2 separate regions of the Mus musculus genome follow, and region 2 is linked to region 1. A link is a contact called in public Hi-C data. All regions are on one chromosome and are shown on one strand. Each heading gives the region's core, a stretch centred on a gene start, on an enhancer-like site or on the middle of the called end of the contact. The rest is flanking DNA. Distances are from core to core; before and after follow the strand shown. Region 1 overlaps Slit3 (slit guidance ligand 3). Region 2 overlaps Slit3 (slit guidance ligand 3).

What was found. A called contact is a pair of places that touch in the nucleus more often than the background predicts.
Region 2: a contact with region 1 is called in a Hi-C map of the N1E-115 cell line, with 6 times the contacts expected there. The contact joins two enhancer-like sites. A contact is called at or near these places in 1 of 15 datasets of contacts at CTCF or cohesin (embryonic stem cells), 14 of 484 Hi-C or Micro-C datasets (the N1E-115 cell line, Sertoli cells, cerebral cortex and 4 more) and 3 of 115 datasets of contacts at active chromatin or transcription factors (PVALB interneurons, astrocytes and neural progenitor cells).

What each region holds. Positions count from the first base shown.
Region 1 is chr11:35,610,056-35,615,081 of GRCm38.p6, reverse strand. It overlaps Slit3 (slit guidance ligand 3), which reads right to left. Exons shown (of 36, transcript NM_011412.3): 13 at 4,347-4,490; 14 at 2,646-2,809. Among named protein-coding and RNA genes, the nearest start is that of Mir218-2, 4.2 kb to the left of the region's middle. Within about 2 kb of position 2,326, at least 11 of the 459 cell types and tissues checked have an H3K27ac peak or open chromatin away from gene starts, as enhancers often do. A contact at or near this core is called in the N1E-115 cell line, where this site is marked.
Region 2 is chr11:35,661,282-35,666,307 of GRCm38.p6, reverse strand. It overlaps Slit3 (slit guidance ligand 3), which reads right to left. Exons shown (of 36, transcript NM_011412.3): 25 at 4,959-5,026; 26 at 2,122-2,246. All of the region lies in intron 2 of Gm46278 (a long non-coding RNA gene), which reads left to right. Among named protein-coding and RNA genes, the nearest start is that of Gm46278, 13 kb to the left of the region's middle. Within about 2 kb of position 2,502, at least 7 of the 459 cell types and tissues checked have an H3K27ac peak or open chromatin away from gene starts, as enhancers often do. A contact at or near this core is called in the N1E-115 cell line, where this site is marked.

The sequences.
Region 1 (5,026 bases), core at 1,077-3,576:
AAATAATAGCCTGGACTTAGGGCTTTTCTGCTGGGGGGTCTCAATTTTCTCTCTAGAGTGGACTGGATGAACTCTGAGGTCTCTAAAGTGGCCCTGTGTTGTACCCAAAGGATCCTACACTTTCCATAGAAACTGCTGCTTCTGCTTTTTCCTCTTCTTCTTCTTCTTTTTTTTAAAATAATCACAGCCTTTTTTTTTTCTTAAAAACAAAAAAACAAAAAAGAGGGACAGCGTGATAGAAGGCAGGCAGTGTCCTTTAGCTGCCAAATGCACCCTGAGGGTGGAGCCTGTGCTGAAGGACTTAATCTGATGGCTAGATCACCCCTGGCAGGCAGCATCCGCCTCTAAATGGATCTTGGTCCAGGCTGGTGGATGCAGCTGGTAAAGAGGCAGAGCAAAGTGGCTGGGAAGCCAGACGCCCTACCCAGGGAGGGGCTGGACATGTTGCAGGAGCAGCCCTCAAATTGGCTCCTAATCTCATCAGCTGTTTTTTCAAGGGGGCTGCTTTTAGGGGAAAGTAAAAATGCAGAGTTATTATCTGTCAGCTCCAGTCCATGTCACCTGCCACCCCTCACCCCCTCCCCTTTCTGGAGCTTCCTAGAAACACAAATCTTCAGGTCTATGGTTTCTGTGTCTCCTCAAGGCCAAGGTAGATACGATTCCTGGTATTTCTCAAAGCCATTGTAATCCCTCTGCACCTCCCACACAGCTACATAAGAGCTACAGAAGAGCACACCAAATACTCTTAAGTTAAGCTCAGCAGGGCTCTGAACATCACTACCTCTACACGAACAGGCTTTCTACTTGGTATTTTTTTCTTAATGACATTTTATACAAAGCCAATTTAAGACTTATGTCTTTCTTTCTTTCTTTCTTTCTTTCTTTCTTCCTTCCTTCCTTCCTTCCTTCCTTCCTTCCTTCCTTCTTTCTTTCTTTCTTTCTTTCTTTCTTTCTTTCTTTCTTTCTTTCTCTTTCTTCCACCTATTTCTGTCCCTCAAAGGAAGCCAGGGTCCTGTAAACACCAAGGCAGGCAGGTAGACACTGGCCCAGCTAGCTTCAAAACTAGCTTAACTGTTTCCTAGTTCTACTGTCTATTTCTTATTCCCCGCTCTTTGCTCTTTCTGTATACATCACCCATACCTTGCTACCTGTCCCAGCCTCAGTCAATGCTAGGTCACTGCCATGGTGGGGATACTCATTGGGTCCAGTGTTGTCTCTGTCCCTCCCCTGCCACTCAGGGTTTAGACTCAACCTGAGGTCCTGGGTGTTGGCAGGGCACTCATGAGACTGGAATACAGGACAGCAGGTGGCTCTCTGCCCTCCTCTGACTTCATCAACCCATTCTATGGGAACCACTGACTGGCCAAGCTAATTAACTTGGCCCCAAGTAGGCAGAGAAGAAGGAGGAGATAATGCCAGGGATAACTGTAAGTACAGGAAAGGGATGGTGTTCTATGGGTGACACTTGGTGCTCTTTCTACCCAGAGGTGTCCCCAGACTCAGAGAGGAATCTAAGGAAACAGTGTTTGGGGGTTAGAAGTACAGCCAAGAAACTAGGAAGACAGCAATTCAAGTAGCTGGACCACCCGCTGCCCTAGATTAATAGAGCAGTTATAGACCCTGATCTTCATTACTGCTTACTGACTGTGATGTGAGGGTGACCTTCACCTTGGAGCCCTCAGCTCTCTCTGCTTTAGAGCGGGGTCTCACCTGATGACTCTAAGTGGCTACTAGAAGAAGCAAATCAAACTGAGATCACTCAGGACAGTGCTCCTCACAGGCAAAAAATGTCTGCTCACTGATACCATTGTGCCAGTGAAGGCAAATAGGCAACGAACGAGTGTTCTTACTACCACAAAGTCCCTGCATCTCTCTAGACCCTCTCCAGGTATTTGCTTCTGCAGGTAAAATAAGATAGAAATCTTGAGTGTATCATCCTGGTAACACACATGACAGAATTTGATTTAAGGGATAAAGAACATGGTACAAGAAGCTCAGATCTGTCTTCTGGCCTTCTGACGACCACTCCCCATGCCAGCATTGTTCCTTTCTTTCTGAGGTGGGCTGAGAAGTCTCTTGCCGTCTCTAGACAGAGCTGGGCATGGGAGTACAAGCTTTGCCTCTTCCCAGTCTGATGTTCCCTCTAGCAGCAGAGAGTAGCCATCTGCTTCAAGGAGGTGGGGAAGGTGTTTGTGAAACCTGTAACCTAACCTATAATGGTTGAGAGCTATTACCAAAGCCTGGCTGCAGCCCAGCCTGGGCTGTATCTATTTCTGTGCCATTTGGGGAATCTGCTTCAGAGACTACAAAATAAATCTTGGTCTCCTCTCCAGTGCACACGTGCGAAGGCTGCCCAGCCTCCCTCCACCTAGCTCCATCTAGGAGGAGCAACTGTGTCTGGGTTCTGTTTCTCCCAAGCTGCCCACCCCTCCCCCATGCTTTTATTGTGTGAGTGTGTTTTATTTTAAATCCATAAGGTAATTGGCTTTCTGTAGGACTAACTGAATTTCCCCAATTTAATTTGCAAAGAAGCTCCCAAGGAGCCATTACAGCGCTCGCTGTCCTCCAGATTGGATTACTGGCCTCTCTGGGGCTGCTGTATTCTGAGTCAGAACGTGGGGCCCCCGCTCCCATAACCTGATTACCTGAGCAGCGGAACTTCTTGCTTTTGATCTGGCTGATACGCTTGTTGGCCAGCCGGCGTGGGCTGCTGCAGCGGGCCCCGCTTGTCTCAATAGGGTTGTCCTGGAGGTAGTCAGCCAACCACTTCAAGTGGCAGTCGCAAACAAATGGGTTTTGAGCTAAGTGGCTGAAAGAGGGACAGGGCTGTCAATCTGGAGTGACCTGTGGTACCTCGATTCACCACCACCCTGTCTTGTATTGGGCCCTAGCAAACTGGTGTGAGGTCCTTTCCTCACTGTCCCAGGAGGCCTGGAGGGGGTGGGGGTGCCATTTGCAGAGAAGAGTCACAGAAATGGTGTGAGGCCAGCTGTCTGCTAAAGGCAGCACAGATGCAGCCAACATCTGGTCTGGGGAATCAGCTTCCCCGTTCTCCCCTCTCAGGGCAGGACCTACTGCTGTCTGCCTCCACTTCACCCATGCTGGAAGCTGATGGGCAATGCAAGCCCAGAGCTTTAGACTTTACACTTACAGCAACATGCATTCTATTTCTCCAAGTTTGGTGATGCCAGGCACATAAAGCAGCTGGCATGGTAACAGGCTTATAGTGGGAGTTCCACAGATAGTAATGGGCACTGCTGCCATTGCCCTCATCATCACGGGAATGCCGAGGGCCTCGCCTCCTCTGAGAGTAAGGACAACTCAGAGCGCTAAGCACGGAACTTCCCACATGGTCGTGGTGGGCATTCAATACCAAGCAGCTGTCCTCACTCTGTACTGGTTCCTGCCTCTCACTACTAAGGAAATGTGCCAGATGAAATGACTTCCAGGGCTTCCAGAAGATCTCTAGGCTCATTGTAGGCCTGGGACTGGCACTGTAATCTGTGGTTGGAACTGTGAAGCCCACAGACCTGAGAGAGATATGCACCCAGGTGATCTGCTTACCTGCAGGACACACACACCCCAGCAGTGCTTGGGAAGTAGGGGTTGGGTGTGTGTATCAGGCATCCCCAGAAAGCCTGTATTAGAGGCTTGGCTTTGCAGGGTGTGGGGAGCTGCCAGAGCGAGGGGATGAATCCTCACAGACATAGGGAATGCTTAGAATACCACCCTGGCTACTGTGGTCATGAGCACAGCTCGAAAGTTCTGCCAGCATCCTGTTTCATACTAGCCATAGTTTCTTTAAATTCTATCTATCTATCTATCTATCTATCTATCTATCTATCTATCTATCTATCTGTCTATCTGTCTATCTGTCTATCTGTCTATCTGTCTATCTATCTGTGTCTTCATGCATGTCAGAAGAAGGCATCAGATCCCAGTATAGATGGTTGTGAGCCACCCTGCGGTTGCTGAGAATTGAACTCAGAACCTCTGAAAGAGCAGCCAGTGCTCTTAACCTCTGAGCCACCTCTCCAGCCCCCATCTCAGACCCTCTAGCTGTGATCTTGAGTAAACTCTTCAATCTCTCGGTGCCTTGGATTCTTCACATAAAATTTGGGGGTGATCCTGGGCTGTGCTGTGAGGTTTACATGTTTGAAAGTGAGATCTACCTCATCACAGTCAGGCCCCAATGGTACCAACCCTGAATGCTTGGTGCAGTTAAGTGCTTTGAGCTTCATCTCCCAGCCATGCTGCTAATGCTAGAAATCGTCCCACAGGGCCTCAGTCCTCCCTCCGTTGCTTTGGTGGGAGGGGGTCTGCCACTTCCAGGGCAGTGTACTCACAGGGTCTGGATGGACTGCAGTGGAACGAAGAGCCCTTTGCTGATAGTCTGCAACTTGTTGTCATACAGAGAGAGCAGATTGAGGTTCTGTAGGTCCTGGAAGGTGTTCACCCGCAGACAGTTGATCTTGTTAGCATTGAGGAGGCTGTGGGCAGAAGAGAGGTTTCCAGTCACTGTCAGTGGAGCAAAGGCTGGCTGAACCTGCTGGTACAGCTGGAAAGTGGGCATCCCTCATCCACGTGGCCTTGAGTTTCTGCTGCAGCCCAGAGAAAGAGAGGCAGCCTTCTGGGCTTCCCAGACCCTCCCCATTTTCTCTCATCACTGTGGATGCTGTGCTGCACAAGCTATCACCACTTACACCTGGCCTCGCACCTGCACCTGCCCTTGCACCTGCACCTGGCCTTGCACCTGCACCTGGCCTCACACCTGCACCTGCCCTCGCACCTGCACCTGCCCTCGCACCTGCACCTGCCCTCGCACCTGCAGCCTTGGACAAAGGTTGGGAGTGGTGGCGAGCATTGCACTTTTCTGTTTTAGAGTTCAGAGCTTCCAGGCATCACAAAGAAGAAAAATCATTTGGCACAATTGTTGTAATGCTTTAGTAGATGGAGTTAGGGCGATTTTTGATTCAGAGAACTCCCTGGAGCTTGTTTAGATCACTGATTTCATAGGAAATCTAGT
Region 2 (5,026 bases), core at 1,253-3,752, 51 kb before region 1:
TTGTTATTCAAAGTGTGGTCCTTGGACTAGTAGCCTGGGCAGCCCCTGGGAGCTTGTTATATACACCATCTCAGGCCTGACCCCAGCTCTCAGAAATCAGAGCCGACATCTTAATAAGATTCCTGGGTGCATACAGGCTTGGGAAGTCCTTCTTGGAGGCACTGAACATGTGCGTGAAGCCCAGTGGTAGAGAAAAAAAATCAGGTATATTTTATTTTTTTAAAATTCCAGAATAGTGGCAAGATTGTTAGCCACGTGGCATGTTTGCTGACCCTGGCACTGGGGTAGGCGAAGGGCACATGCGATGCGTTTTTAGCCTTGTTACAGCTAGGCTGGAGGGCTCGAGAGTTTCCTTTTACAGGTGGAAGGGCAAGGTTTAGGGAGAGCCAGTCACTAGGGTAGACCAGGCTGGGTTCTGTTTTTAGCTTTGTGCTAAGGTTCGGTGCTTTGTAAGTGGTAGAGCGTGGGTAAGCCCTAGCATTTACAAATCTTAGTTGACCTTTCAAATGAGGATAAAGACTGATGTCTCTGGATGATTAAGCATGCTGAGATAATACAGTCCAATTACTTCATTCAAGCCTTGCAGAAGACCAACAGCAATGGCATCCTTAGACAACTCTGGTTTCCCAAGGCAGTGTAGCAACATATATGAAAATCCTTGACACTTGTGAACCGAGTTCCAAATAAAAAGCAGCAGTGTACCATAGGCTAATCTCACTCTCCAGTATGAGGGATGGAGCAGCTTGCAAGAGGGAAGGTAAAGATGGGGATGTGTCAGCTTATCACGTACTTCCCATACAGTGGGTCCTCTCCTAGGTATACTGCACACATCACTGACCACACATCAATTTCTCCCAACCTGTGGGATGTGTCCTGGTGTCGGGGATGAGAAGGCTGAGGTGAAGTCACTGGTCATGGACAACGCTGCAATCCACACATGCGTCTCTGTAATTCCAGAGCCTGAGACTCCTTCCCCTCCACTGAACACATATGCACAGGGCTCACTGGATCTGCAGTTGAGCAATCTCTGTGCTTGGACTCTAGGCTACACTTAAGGCTTAGGGACAGATGGTTTAAAAAGGAGTCCTTGGGCTTTCTTGTTCCAGGCCCATAGGTGGCACTCTGACACCATCTGCTAACAGCCAGACAGAAGCGCAGAAAGCCACCAGGTAGCTGTCCCCTGGAAACTGCCTTTCAAGCCTGTCACTGTCCAAGCCCAGTCCCTGAGGACGGATGCAGATGCTGTATCCCTGACACTCAGCCTGTGCATGTGGTGCACAAGATGGGCTACGGGATACCCTGGACTCTTGGCTTGTCCAGAGCATTCAGATCCCATGGATAAGCATTGAGTCGCACCTTGTGGACCCCAGTGAGTCACTGGCTATCTGGGAACCTCTTCAGGGTAAAGGACGTTGGCATTTGGCCTGTATAGCAATAGCCTTGAGTTTTAGTCTCAAATCTATGGAAGCCTGGTTTCTAGTCTTATAAAAGAGGCCTTCTTCATAGGTTTGCTAGGAGAAAGAGTGAGCCAGACACCAAGCATAGAGCCTGACTCAGTCTGCAGGGGGACAGTGTAACACTTGTGGATTGTGCGGGGGCGGGGGGGGGGGTAAAGGTTGTCTTGGAAGTAGCCTGGATTTCTGATAGAATGGATGGGAGAACCTGGTAGTCTCCATCTTTCTGTTGGGTTTGCCAACTATGTGGGTGGCCTTGGAAGCCCCAGATCATTGAGTCTTTGAGTCCCTAATCCCCTTATTCTCTGAAATAGCAGCCAGGATACTGGGTTCAAGGGCTGACTTTTCCCAGAGAGCATTTTGTAATTGCCTGGTTTGTAATCTCCCTGTGACTCACAAACAAAACAAAACAAACAAACAAACAAACCCCCACACAGGTAGCATTTCTATCTCAGCATCCCTGTTAAGATTCCATAGGCCCTGCCTGGTAGGCAATATGGAGGAGACTAGGGATGTTGTTGGCAAATGTCACTTGGCAGGGGTAGGTCACAGTGAATTGTAGTTATCCAGGCTACATTACACAGCATCAGCTGCACAGGGCCTCTCCCTGCAGCCAGGACAATGGAAGAGCCTGGGCACGAGTGGTGGGCGGAGCCTCCCACCTTACCTTGTAGCTGTAGGGGCAGGTGCAGCGGTACTGCTCCACGGGATCCTGACTGCAAGTGCCGTTGTTCTTGCACGGGCTAGAGAGGCAGGCGTTGCACTTGGCCACGATGTTAATGTCCACTGGCCCTGAGTAACAAAACCAGAGAGTGGGTGGCAGCTCTCTGAGCAGGGCACCTCCCCTCACTTCCCCTCTGCTCCGGCTCCCTCCCATGTCTGGGCCCAGAGGGCCGCTGGCTCTCTTGAGGCTGTACATCCTTCTGGAGAGAGTCCCATTAATTCAACGACTGTCCAGTGAGTAAGAATCACAGCGGGACATCATACAGAAGCACTCTGCAGTCAAATCAATTACTGTAATTAGCCTGATCCGATTTGGGTGCTAATCTGCAAACAGTGCACCATAATTAGAACCCTCCTGCGTATCTTCTATTCCAGGAAGTTCGCAGCACAGGCTCTGTGTCGACCTTCTCCTCCTTTGCCCCTGCCAAGCCATTTCCCATAGAATAGCCAAGGAGGGATGCCAAGGCACACACATGGAAGGGCCTTTCTTCAAGACCTTAGGGGTGATGATGTCATACAGAAAGATGCTGATGGGAGCTCTTTGCGTTTGTCATCCATGGAAATGATAACTGCATCTTTTTTTTTTTTTTGGTAAGGTCATGGTCCCCACATAGAGATTTGCATAAAGGGATTATGTCTACTGCTGTAGATAGCTTTGAGCATGAGTTATGGAGACATATAAAGCATACACACACACACACACACACACACACACACACACACACACACACACACACACACACATATATATATATATATATATATATATATATATATATATGCTCTATTTAATATCAGAACTTTAACTAGCTTGGAGCTAACAGTCTTCAACCTGTAGATGGGTTGAGAGTCACTCTGATGAATGACCGTTTGTAGGTAGATGAACAGATTGGCCCCAGGGAGCTCTGAAACCAATAGGTCCAACTTGGGCTCACATCAGAATGAGAGCAACCACCTGCCCGTGCTTGCCTCTGACTGAGGGGTTCCTGGGACACAGAGATTTCTCTTGACACACAAGGACAAGTCAGAACCAGTCTAAATCCTATGCCTAGACTGTAACTCTAGATCCAGAGATTGCTGGACCCAGAACCAATGTTATTTTTCAAGCACTGCGAATCCAAGCCAACTTTATATGTGAGGCAGTTCTACCCAGTTTCAACCCCTGCCCTTGAGTAGGGATTTTTAAACTTCTGCAGGTGATTCCTGTCGAGATTGAGCACCACTATTTCAGGGCTATTTGAGTCCCTCTAGTATCAGATCAGATGTCTCAGAAGCAGGAAGTAGAAAGTTAAAATTAGCTTTAAATCAATGGAATGTTTTCTGCTTTCAGCAGCCACATGGGACACTCTGCGCAGTTTGAAAGGGAAAATAAAAACTGAACATTGAGATTCTCAGAGATGAGCAAAGGGCACTAACAGACGAATGCTCAATGCAGATTCAAGATAGATTCTGAAATTACATTCAGGATGCTTCAAAATTAAGGGCAGATAAAATAGAGGTGATACTCTGCCTATAAAGTAAGACAAAGGAACCTGGTTCTCTAAGAAAAAGACACTCAGGGGGCACCGATGAGAGCCGGAGCCCATTACCAGCCATTTTAGAAATCGATTCTGCAAACTGTTTGAAGACAACGTATTTATAGGGTATCATTGGAGACTCTGACTCTTATCTAAGGATACAATGTTAAACAGAGAAACATCTTCATGCATTCACTGTAAGAGGGAAAATGGAAACACTGGAGATTTTTCACCCAAGAAATAGTTAAGTAGGCTGTGATGGAAGACAGCAGGGCTGTGAGGGTCAGAAGCTCATGTTCTAGAGGTAGGGAGAGTCGGGGTCCTATTGTTGTGTTCTTATGAATTAGTTTGGGATACAGATGTGGCTCAGTGGGAGAGCAAGGTTCTGGGTTTGACCCTCAACCCAAGTGAGGAGAGACTGTTCAACCTCTTTAAGGCTTAGCTGCTCTAAATATTTAACAGGAGGGCATTATAGACATCTACCCATAAAAATGTTGGAGAGTTAATCTGACACAAAAAATTAAATAATATGTTAATATGTTAAATAAGTAATATGTTAATATGTTAAATAAAACGATGAATAAAAACACATCTAACATAGACCCTGTCATATAAACACTTAGGAGTGGATAGTTATAATGAGCCAGTAAAAATAATATGTACAGTGACAAGGTGGCTCAGTGGGTAAAGGTCTACAAAGACTGAGGACCTGAGTTCAGTTCCTGGAGTCCACATGGTGGAAGGACAAAACTATTTCCCACAAGTCGTCTCCTGACCTCCATATATACACTGTACTGGGTATGTGTTTGCACATATGAACACAAGAGAGAGAGAAAATTATTAAAAATTATGTAAAAATTATTAAAAGTCATGTATATAAGAATCTTGAGGCAGTACAATGTGAATGCTAATATTCCTGGGTTAGGAAAGTAGGCTAGAGATGTTCTCATCTATAGACAACATATGGAGAAGGAGCCAGCAAGTACAGTCAGCCCTCTATATTCATGGATCTCTCACAAGCAGATTCCACATCTGAATATTCAGCCAACCACAGACCATAAATATCTGGAACAAAACTGTACCCTTATTAATCATGTACTGGTCATTAGTCCCTAAACAACACAATATAACAACTTTGTATATGGCATTTACAGCGCATCATAAGTAGAGATAAAATATACAGTATATCTATGTTATATGCATGAGATAAGCTGTGCTTTTTGCAAGCCACATGTGCTTAGATGTGAAGGCAGGCAACACCTACCTTTGCACTGGAACCGGTGAGTGGGGGTGGTGAGCAGGAGTCTGTCTGCCATGGACTCGGGGCTGCTG